Regions from separate parts of the Mus musculus genome. Here region 2 is linked to region 1. The links are chromatin contacts, called in public HiChIP or PLAC-seq maps. All regions are on one chromosome and are shown on one strand. The core of a region is the stretch at or near the end of the contact, and the rest is flanking DNA. Distances in the headings are between cores, read along the strand shown.

Region 1 (4,776 bases), core at 1,112-3,611:
TGTAGGTCAGGTTTCCTGATCTACCTAGCAAGTTGCAGGCCACCCAAGAAGACCCTGGCCCCCCCAAAAGAAATGGGGAAGAGTAAAAGAAAATGCTTTCTTGAGTCTTTGTGCATACCTGTATTCAGGAAGAGTACAGCGGGAAAGAGAAAGGTCCTTAGTGGTTTAGAGCTGCACTCGAATCAGTGCCCGCTCTGCTGATCCCAAGCCTCCAGCAGGCAGCAGTCGCTTGCTTGCTTTGTTTTGTGTTTTGTTTTTTCAGAGGAATTTCCACCAGGATTTTCTCCAAAGCTAGTCTGGCTGCCTCTATGGTTTAGTTTCTGTGTTTGCTCGTTTGTTTTGGTTGTTTATTTGTTTTGTTTTGTTTTCAGCCTCACCGAATCCACTGAACTCAGGTTTGAAACACAGTGTGGAGATTTATCCGAACATAACTCACGTGTTGAGGTCACCAAACAAAGCGTCCCAAGCAGACTATAGAACTTGGCCTCGCCGTTCATTATTCATGGACTTTTTACCAATACAGTCTTTCCTTTTTTACCTGTACAGGTTGAATGATCCCAAAATGTCTGAAGCAGAGCGCCAGTCCATGGAGAGCGAGCGTGCGGACCGCAGCCTGTTTGTCCAGGAGCTCCTTCTTTCCACGTTAGTGCGCGAAGAGAGCTCGTCCTCAGATGAGGATGATCGGGGGGAGATGGCAGATTTTGGTGCTATGGGCTGTGTAGATATTATGCCTTTAGATGTTGCTTTAGAAAACCTAAATTTAAAAGAGAGTAATAAAGGAAATGAGCCTCCACCACCTCCTCTTTGATGACCTCCCCACTCGAAGACAATGTCCTCTGTGCTGTATTTGCCAATGAAAGTGGACAACAGCTATCCTGGGTTTGTGTGGTGATTGTAATTTCAGGTCTGTCACTCTTGTTACATTGTGTACATTCAAAAGGAAGAGAGAAATATATATGATAATCATTTCCACTTAACTAATTTTTACTTCTAGCAGGTAAATGTAGGTAGCAGTGCAGGGTGATCTCTGCTTCCTGTACCTTGACATGCAAAAGGCTCTCCTAATACTCCACATTCAAACTGAAGAGGAAAATTGAAATCTCTAATGAAGCTGCTGTGTGTATTTATGAATATTAATGAATAAAAACTGCTTGGATGGTTTACCTAACTACTGCATGAGGTTTTTTGCAGCGTGCATGAGTTTCAGTGGCCTTGTTATTTAAAAATTAAATACAAGGAGTAAAACTTAAAAAAATAAAATTTAAAAATAAAAATAAAATACAAAGCCCAAAGCTTTCCCAGCGTTATCCAATGGTTACTGGCAGAGTAGCTTTTGAATAATGTCTGCCTGACTCACCCTTATCCATGTGCCTCCTACGCACAAAGCCAGCTCTGCAGTGGAACCCAGGGGGCCTAGCCAGCTACAGCGCTCCACTGTATGACTGTCCTGTCGCCCTGTTAACCAGTCCAGCCTGTCTCTGTCTCTTGTCTCACCAGAAGACACACCAGTAAAGGCGGGGTCCTCTGCAGGGCGACTGTGTGCCCTTTAGACAAATCCTGTTTGTGTTTGTTGGAAGTTTTTACTTTTTGTGGTTGTTTAAAATTTTTTGATTGTTAAACATGTTCATTCAGGTGTAGATGGATTTCATTTATTCACTGTTCAGTGCAGTTAACCTGAATTATGTTGTCTTGTTTTTTAAAATCTCACCACCTCAATCATACTTTGTGCCGTTTATGTGTGTGTGTGGTTTGCTGAGACAGATCAGTATCAGGGGAGCCTTCCCACACCTTACCAACCAAATTCTTAATGCTTATTTTAGCACCTTGTATTTATTGTTTTTCCCCTCCTGGCATAAAAAGTAAAGTTTTTTAATTGATTCATGCCACCCATATGCCTATGTTATCAATCCTGTGTGTTGAAAAAAGAAAAAAGTAGAGCTGCCTTGGTAGTTAGGGTGTGGAGGATGGGTGCTTTCTGTTTGTCTCCAGGTTTCACACTGGCTCCAGGGAGGGGCAGAGGCTCTGCGGGGGTGGGGCAGTTTTTGAAATGTAAATTTAGAACTTTTAAAAAAGATGCGCAGCTTCTGATCAATTTCTATGAGACTTAATCTAATCATGTCTGGCTCCGGCCCTCTTCCCTGTGAGCCGTCCGTCCTCTGTTGGTTCTCTCTCCCGCCATCTTGTCCTCCCCTCTGTTTTTCATGACAAGCATACAGACTTGAACACCCCTGGGTGCTGTCAAGAACTGTGAAGTCCATGGTCATCCAAATCTACCAAAAAAAGAAGTCACCCTCCATGTCTAAAAAAACTGTCGCTTCTCCTCGGAAACTTGAGACTCCACCAGCTTCCAGATACAGTAGCTGTTTTCTTTAGTCTTTGATGGAAATCTTCTGAAGGAACCGCCCTCGCTGGGCTCCTGGTACACCAGAGGTCAAGGCCGGTGGGGTTTTCTTTTTTTAATTGGTTGTTGAGAAGTTTCAGAAGTTCGTTTTCCAGCTGTGGTCATTTCAGACACATCTGCACCATAACTCACACATTTCAATAAAGCATTTTCAAGACTGTTGGCCACTCGAATTTCTTTGGTGTTGAATTAACCTGACCATCATTCAGAGGATTTTTTTTTTTTTTTAACATCTCTAATGCAGTTTTTTTTTTTTTTTTTTTTTTTTTTTTTTTGCTTTTTGTGCTAAACACAGAGTTACTGGTTTTGTGTGGATGTATAACCTTGGATGTGAGAAAGAATAACTGCCAATTGTGTACTTTCCCTCTTCTGCACAAATTCTGGGAAAACATAAGATCCTCCATTTTCAACATGGTTTTAGGGAACAGATGGAAGTCTTTCAGGGCAGTTTAATTTAGAAAATGAAGTTAACCCTTCAGAAGGCCTAGTGGTTCATAAGATTCCATCTCATGTAGAAAATTGTATATTAATTATTTTTATCAGATATTTTACAAATACCTCACCTCATCCTGTATGTAACCTATAATAATGTATTATTTTAGGGTAGAAAGACACAGATTATCAATATAAAATATATTTAAGCCCTTCGAATTCTTGTGTCCTTTTTCTTTAGTTTCTGAATCAACATCACATCATTGGATGTACTTAGTGAGTTCCATTGAGTCTTCAGGGAAGAGCCCGCTCCTGATGTGGAGTGTCCATGGTGTATATGTGGTCTTCTACAGCTCTAGCCTTTACTTCCTGTTTGGAAATAATTCTGCTCAAGGTATTCTAGAAGGAGCTTAATTTCATGATTGTAGAAATTAAAAAATACATAGGCATCAGAGTGTGTGTGGTGTCGTTGTGCAGTGTGTGTATACAGTCTGTTTTGCTTAGAGATGGGGTTAAATGGAGCCGGGCTATCCTTCCAGCTCACTAAGCAGTAGAGGACTTAATCCCATCTTCTTCCTGAGTGCTGGGATTACAGGTCCACACAGCTACAAAGTGGTGGGTTTTTTGTTTTGTTTTATTCTGTTTGGTTTTGAGAGGGTTTACCTGTGTAGCCCAGGCTGTCTTGGAATTAGCTCTGTAGACCAGGCTGGCCTGGAACTCGAAGATCTGCCTGCCTCTCTCTGCTCACTACTGGAATTAAGAGTTGTGAGCCACCACCTCTGATTTTGTAACAAATACTACTTCTGTGGCCTCTAAATATAGTTTGGGATAACTTATGCCTTCTCGGCCTTCCATTTTCCCCTCCTGACAGTTCTTGGTACTATAGTATTTCCTGCAGTAACTGGTAGGTTTTCACATGTCACCAAGCCTCTTGTGTCTGCTTATCTGGCACCATCTTCAAACAGAGTTGAAGACTCTCTGGCTGGGACCTACCTTTAATTCCCAAGAGAAGCCCATGCCTTTCCAGGAGACAGGTGGATAAGGAGGATGAAATGAGAGAAAGGAAGGGGAGTGGCTAGAGATGGAAACCTTGGGATCCCTGCAACTGAAGGGCTCGTCGGCTAATGCAGGTGTCACGGCTCTGCACCCCAGTATCCCTGGCCTGACAGAGCATCGGCCTTAATAGTTCCTAAACTAATCCATCCACTCGGTAGGGAAGGCCCAACAGCAATGTCGACTAATGCAACCATTGCATTTTTGTGTCTTTGTAGGGTGTGAGCCTCTGTCTACAGTTATAAGCACAGTTTTAGGGGTTTATGAGTTGATTCCGTGTGCAGTTTGTTTTTTGAAACTCTTCTAAATTGGTTTCAACTTAAAACAGTCCCCCTCGAGCCAACAAATACATCCACCTTGTTTTAGTTAGGTCTTTGAGACAAGCCCTCCCTAAGTAAATCAGCTGACCTTGAAGTCCTGCCTCAGCTACGCAATTGCTGATATCACAGCATACAGTATGCCCCACTTGGCTTGCAGAAAGCAGTGGTTATAATTCATAGCCTAGTCTTGTGCTCTGAGATGAGAGAAGTGGGGATTTGTCAACCAGCTCAGAAATAACAGCCTTGTATCCAGTTTAGTGCAAAGTTAGGCTAGACTTCAGGACAGCAGCCACACCGGAGGGCTTTCTAGTTACATGTGGCAGTAGGAAACTAGCGTTGAACATCTCCCCTTCAGTTGAGAGTAGTATAAAAATCTGTGTGTTGGCAGCAGACATGCTGACAAAGTACCTTTCTTTGTCCTGAAACTGGTCCATTCCATTAGTACACACCTCAGAAGATGCTCTTCTAAGGAACTCTGCCGCAGACAGATTAGTGATAACTCCTGCTGCGGTGTCTGTCCCTGGCTAACTACCTAGTACATGGGAGAACCTAGATTCACGCCAGCATCAA
Region 2 (4,776 bases), core at 1,602-4,101, 86 kb before region 1:
CATGTCTGCCTGCAGGCTGCCATGCTTCCCTCCATGATGATCATGGACTGAAACTCGGAAACTGTAAGCCAGGCCCAGTTAAATGTTTGCCTTTATAAGAGTTGCCGTGGTCATGGTGTCTCTTCACAGCAATGAAATTCTAAGTAAGACACTAGGCGACCACTCAGCCAGCAGCAGTTTTTTTGGTTTTGAGACAAGGTCTCACTTAACAGCTCAGCCTAGTCTAGGATTTACTATGTAGCTAGGTGATTTGAATGAGAACGTTCTCCGTAGTCTTAGGCATCCAAACGTTTGGTCCCTGCTTGGTGATGCTCTTTGGAAAGGCTTAGGAGATGTGGCCTTGTTGGAGGAAACAAAGCCCACATCACAGTCATAAAAACAGAGATTCACAGAAACAGACGCTGGAACGCATGGAAGGCCTCCCGGTCTGGTCTCCCAAGAAAGTCCTTTTCCCAAGATCTAGCATGTAGACAAAAGCCATTTCCTTGGGGACTTGAAGAAAGTTCCTGCTTGCTAAAAAGGAGTCATTCTCCTTATCTCTGGCATGAGGAACTTATGGCCCTTTATTAACCCATGACTGTGTTAATAAACTGTCTATTAACTTGTCAAGGTCAGTACACCTCTAAGCTCCCACAGTCCCCGCTCACGAGCCCCACATCAGCTCACAAGCCCCCTTTCTTCCATCCCCATTTAACCCTGAAAAATCTTTCCTGTCCCTTCTCTTTGCTTTCCCAGGAGACAGTCTTGGCAGTTTGGAATAAACTTTTCCCTTTTCAACCACGGACTGGCTATTTTGGTTTCTTTACTGTGCCCATTTTCATTTACTCCCCAAACCAGCTTGGGATGGGGATGGGCTGCGATAGCAGAGGCTATTTTCTTGGTGGTGCACACCCCTAAATTTTAAAAGTCGAGGATAAAAGCCGGGCACAGAACATTGGAGGAGAAGGCTGGAAAATCAGAGAATCTCAAGATCAGCGCTGGAGATTTGGATCAGCATTTACGAGCATAGAGCAAGTTTGAGGCCAGCCTGGTCCACATGAGACCCTGTCTCAAAACAACAGCTAAAAACCTCAAAGACGAAGGCCAACAGGCCGCCCCTTGGGTTAAGGTGCCTGCAGCTCAGCCTGATGATAGGAGCCAGTTCCCAGAAACCACCTGGTGGAAGGTAAGAACCAAAGGACTGACTTCTTCAAATTGTCTTCTGACCATCACACGTTTACACACACACACACAAGCTAGGCCTAATGTAGTGGTACCTGCTTTTAATTCCAGCACTCAGGGAGGCAGAGGCAAATAGATTTTTTGTGAGTTCAGCCTGGTCTATATAGGAATTCCAGTCCAGCCAAGGCTACATAGTAAAACCCTGTCTCAAAATAAATAAATAAAATAAAAGTAAACTTTAAAATGTAGTTAAAAGATTTTTTAGAAGATTTAATTTTCTTTTTTAATTGACCAGGCAGTGGTGGTACACTTTTTTAATCTCAGCACTCGGGGACAGAGACTGACAGATCTCTTTGAGTTCAAGGCCAACCTGTGTGAGACCACAACAGGAAAAATAGACCTTACAGGTTGAGTTCTGTTTGCAATTAAGAATATATTCCTGTTTGTCCTACGTGTGTTTGAGCCATTTGCACCAGATGGACTTGATCCCATGTGGGCAAGAATTACATCAGAATGTACACTTGCCCCTGATGGATAGAAGGTCAATTGTGGGGTTTGCCTTTTTAAGCATCTGAAAACTGTGACTTGGGAGCATTTTCCTTAAAACTCAGGTGTGGGCCTGGCTAGAGTCCAGTAACCTGGCCAGTATTTAATTAAAGATTGTTTCAAATTTGGCTTGAAAGTGTGGTAGTGATCTTATTTTTGACAAATAGGATTATTGCCTGGTCTACAGAACAAGTTCCAGGATAGCCAAGGCTACACAGAAATCCTGTCTCAAAAGCAACAACAGCAAAAAGATGTGCATGTATCTACCGAGGCCAGCGGGGTCATCAGATCCTCCTGGAGCTGGAGTTACAGGCAATAGTAAGAAATCCGACATGGACTCTGAGCATCAAACTCATCCTCTGTAAGAACAGTGTGGGCTCTACTACACCATCTCTCCAGCCAAAGACCAAAGGAGAAGTATTAACAATGAAAACAGGAAGGTTTTCATTCCTAAAGCCTACATTTAAAAAAAAAAAAAATCATTAAGCCAGGATTAGTAGCATACCAGTTCCCAAGAGGCACTGGCAAAAGAGAAGCGAATTCCTGTGAGGCCTAGGTTATCCTGGCCTCCATAGGGAGTTCCCAACCATGTCAGCCTTGGCTACAGAGTGACACTTTAGCTTTAGAAAAGGAAAAAAGAAAACAGAAAAAAAGCCAAAGCTACTATAGCATCATAATGACATACTGCCAGTATACATCCCTAGGGTTTGTTGAGTGTCAGGTTGGGTGTGGGAAGACTTCAAGAGATCGAATGGCCATAGTAGACAGCAAGAGAGGATTACACTAGCATGGGAGGTTCCTTGGGGCCTGGGCCAGTATGGAGCCTGAGGTGTGCCTTGTCTATGCACTGTGGTCAGCACTCAGGCCCTCTCGACTTCTCACCTGGACCCCGGATCATTAGCAGGTGGGGGCAAGCTGCCTTGCCCCCACCTGCTGTCCAGATATGACTTCCTGTTTGGCAAGTTCTGAGGGTTCCTCTCCCTGCTCCTCAAACTCCCCTTTGTTCATAAACTTGGCATTCGACATCCCTAGCCCTTATCCCTCCCTTCAGCCAGCTGGAATTTCCTGTCCCACTGTCCTCCCAGCAGGAGATTCCATTCCCGGCTCTGAGTCACTTTGGGGTGACTCAAGTGTGACTCACTCCACCGAGGTCCCTCCCACTTCAACTTACCTCGGCTGGGTGTGGCTCCTGCCCATTCACTGGCAGGGATCTTCTTTCAGCCACAGCTGATGTGAGACTCCTCCCACATCCCAGGAACCTGGCATGAGAAAGGGACCCTCAACAAAGGAGCAATCTGGCCAGTGCCGAGGCTGCTAGATGACAGAAGCTCAAGCATTCCAAAGCCTGAACAAGAAGTCGCTGAGCTGGTTTCTCTGTCCCCACCCTCCTCAGACCCTGCCTCTAGCTACAATCAAGGCTCATCTGGCTTTTCAGAAACCCACCTTTCTGCCCCAAGGATCACTCCAAATACCCATTTCCAGCTGGGAGCAACTATGGATCACAGACTGAGCTAACAGTAGTTATGATCAGGAAAGTATTCAGTTTTAAGTAGGATACAAACTTATGTACTGAGCAGACAAAAACAAACACACAAAAATCTCACAGGAAATAGGAGATACTTTATTCTGGAGTCAAATCTGAGTGATCATGACCCAGGAACAAAAATTTAAGTCACCACAAATTCCATGTTCCAATGTGGTAACAGTCTGATGAAGTGTCGTTGTTGTAGTTTTGGTTTTCTGAGACAGGGTTTTTCTGTGTAGCCCTGGCTGCCCTGGAATGATGCTTGCTGGTTCATTTGCTGGCTTACTCCTCTCTGTCAAGGCTCTAACTTAACCAGCCTCTTAGACAACCCAGAAACGCCTACTTGGGGAATGGTTCTGCCAACAGTGGGTTGGCCCTCCCACATCCATCATTAATCAAGACAGTTTCCCACAGACATGCCCATAGGCCAATCTGATCTAAGCAACTCACATAAATCGGCTTGTGCACACCTGTAATCACAGCTCTTGGAAAGTAGAGGCAAGAAAATCAGGAGGTCAAGGTTAGCAATGATATCTCAGGGGGCTTAGAGACAGCGTGGAGTACACAAGACCTTGTCTTTAAAAAAAAAAAAAGGATGGGGAAGTGGGGTGGCGAGATGCTCTGTGGTGGTTTGAATGTACTTGACTCAGAGAGTGGCATTCTTAGGAGTTGTGGCCTTGTTGGAGTAGGTGTGGCCTTGTTGAAAGAAGTGTGTCACTATAAGTATGGGCTTTTATGAGACTTTCCTTTGTCAATGCAATTAATCTGATTCCTTAGGAAGACTCTTCAGACAACAAAAAGTAGCCATATTCTTCACCAAAAACAGTCTTAGGCCATATACTAACATTCTTCTCCTCTGAAACTTTTGAAGCAAGACCCCCACAGTTCAAGCCACACTCAGCATCAGTGATGCCATATTCTTACTAGGATGGCCCATTAAACCCCACTTAAAGCATTCCACTGCTTTCCAAATCCAAAGTCCCAAAATCCACATTCTTCCAAACAAAAACACGGCCAGGCCTATCACAGCAATACCCCAGTTCCTGGTACCAACTTCTATCTAGGGTTTCATTGCAATGAAGAGACACTATGGCCAAGGCAACTCTTGTAAAGGACAAACATTTAATGGGGGCTGGCTTACAGGTTCAGAGGTTCAGTCCATTATCATCAAGGCAGGAGCATGGCTGCATCCAGGCAGGCATGGCACGGGAGAAGGAGCTGAAAGTTGTGCATCTTGTTCTGAAGGGAACTGGGAGAAGACTGTCTTCCAAGCAGCTAGAAAGAGAGCCTCAAAATCCAACCCCACGGTGACACACTTCCTCCAAAAAGGCCACACCTTGTGATAGTGCCACTCCCAGGGCCAAGCATATTCAAACCACCACAGGTTCAGTGGTTAAAGATAAGCAAAAGACTAGAGAGATGTCTTAGCAACTGAGAGCAGTGGCTGCTCTTCCAGAGGACCTGAGTTCAACTTCCAACACCCACACAGCAGCTCACCACTGTCTGTAACTCCAGTTCCAGCAGATCTGATACCCTCATACAGG

Evidence for each region. HiChIP or PLAC-seq counts read pairs in DNA pulled down with a chosen protein or histone mark.
Region 2: a contact with region 1 is called in an H3K27ac HiChIP or PLAC-seq map of embryonic stem cells, with 22 read pairs. The contact joins two enhancer-like sites. A contact is called at or near these places in 2 of 484 Hi-C or Micro-C datasets (embryonic fibroblasts and nephron progenitors), 4 of 115 datasets of contacts at active chromatin or transcription factors (bone marrow-derived dendritic cells, embryonic stem cells and trophoblast stem cells) and 1 of 9 other capture datasets (adipose tissue).

The regions. Positions count from the first base shown.
Region 1 is chr6:72,838,901-72,843,676 of GRCm38.p6, reverse strand. Kcmf1 (potassium channel modulatory factor 1) reads left to right here. Exons shown (of 7, transcript NM_019715.2): 7 at 547-2,563. The coding sequence ends at 808. Among named protein-coding and RNA genes, the nearest start is that of Tcf7l1, 52 kb to the right of the region's middle. Within about 2 kb of position 2,361, at least 11 of the 459 cell types and tissues checked have an H3K27ac peak or open chromatin away from gene starts, as enhancers often do. A contact at or near this core is called in embryonic stem cells, where this site is marked.
Region 2 is chr6:72,925,061-72,929,836 of GRCm38.p6, reverse strand. No RefSeq gene overlaps it. Among named protein-coding and RNA genes, the nearest start is that of Kcmf1, 27 kb to the right of the region's middle. Within about 2 kb of position 2,851, at least 175 of the 459 cell types and tissues checked have an H3K27ac peak or open chromatin away from gene starts, as enhancers often do. A contact at or near this core is called in embryonic stem cells, where this site is marked.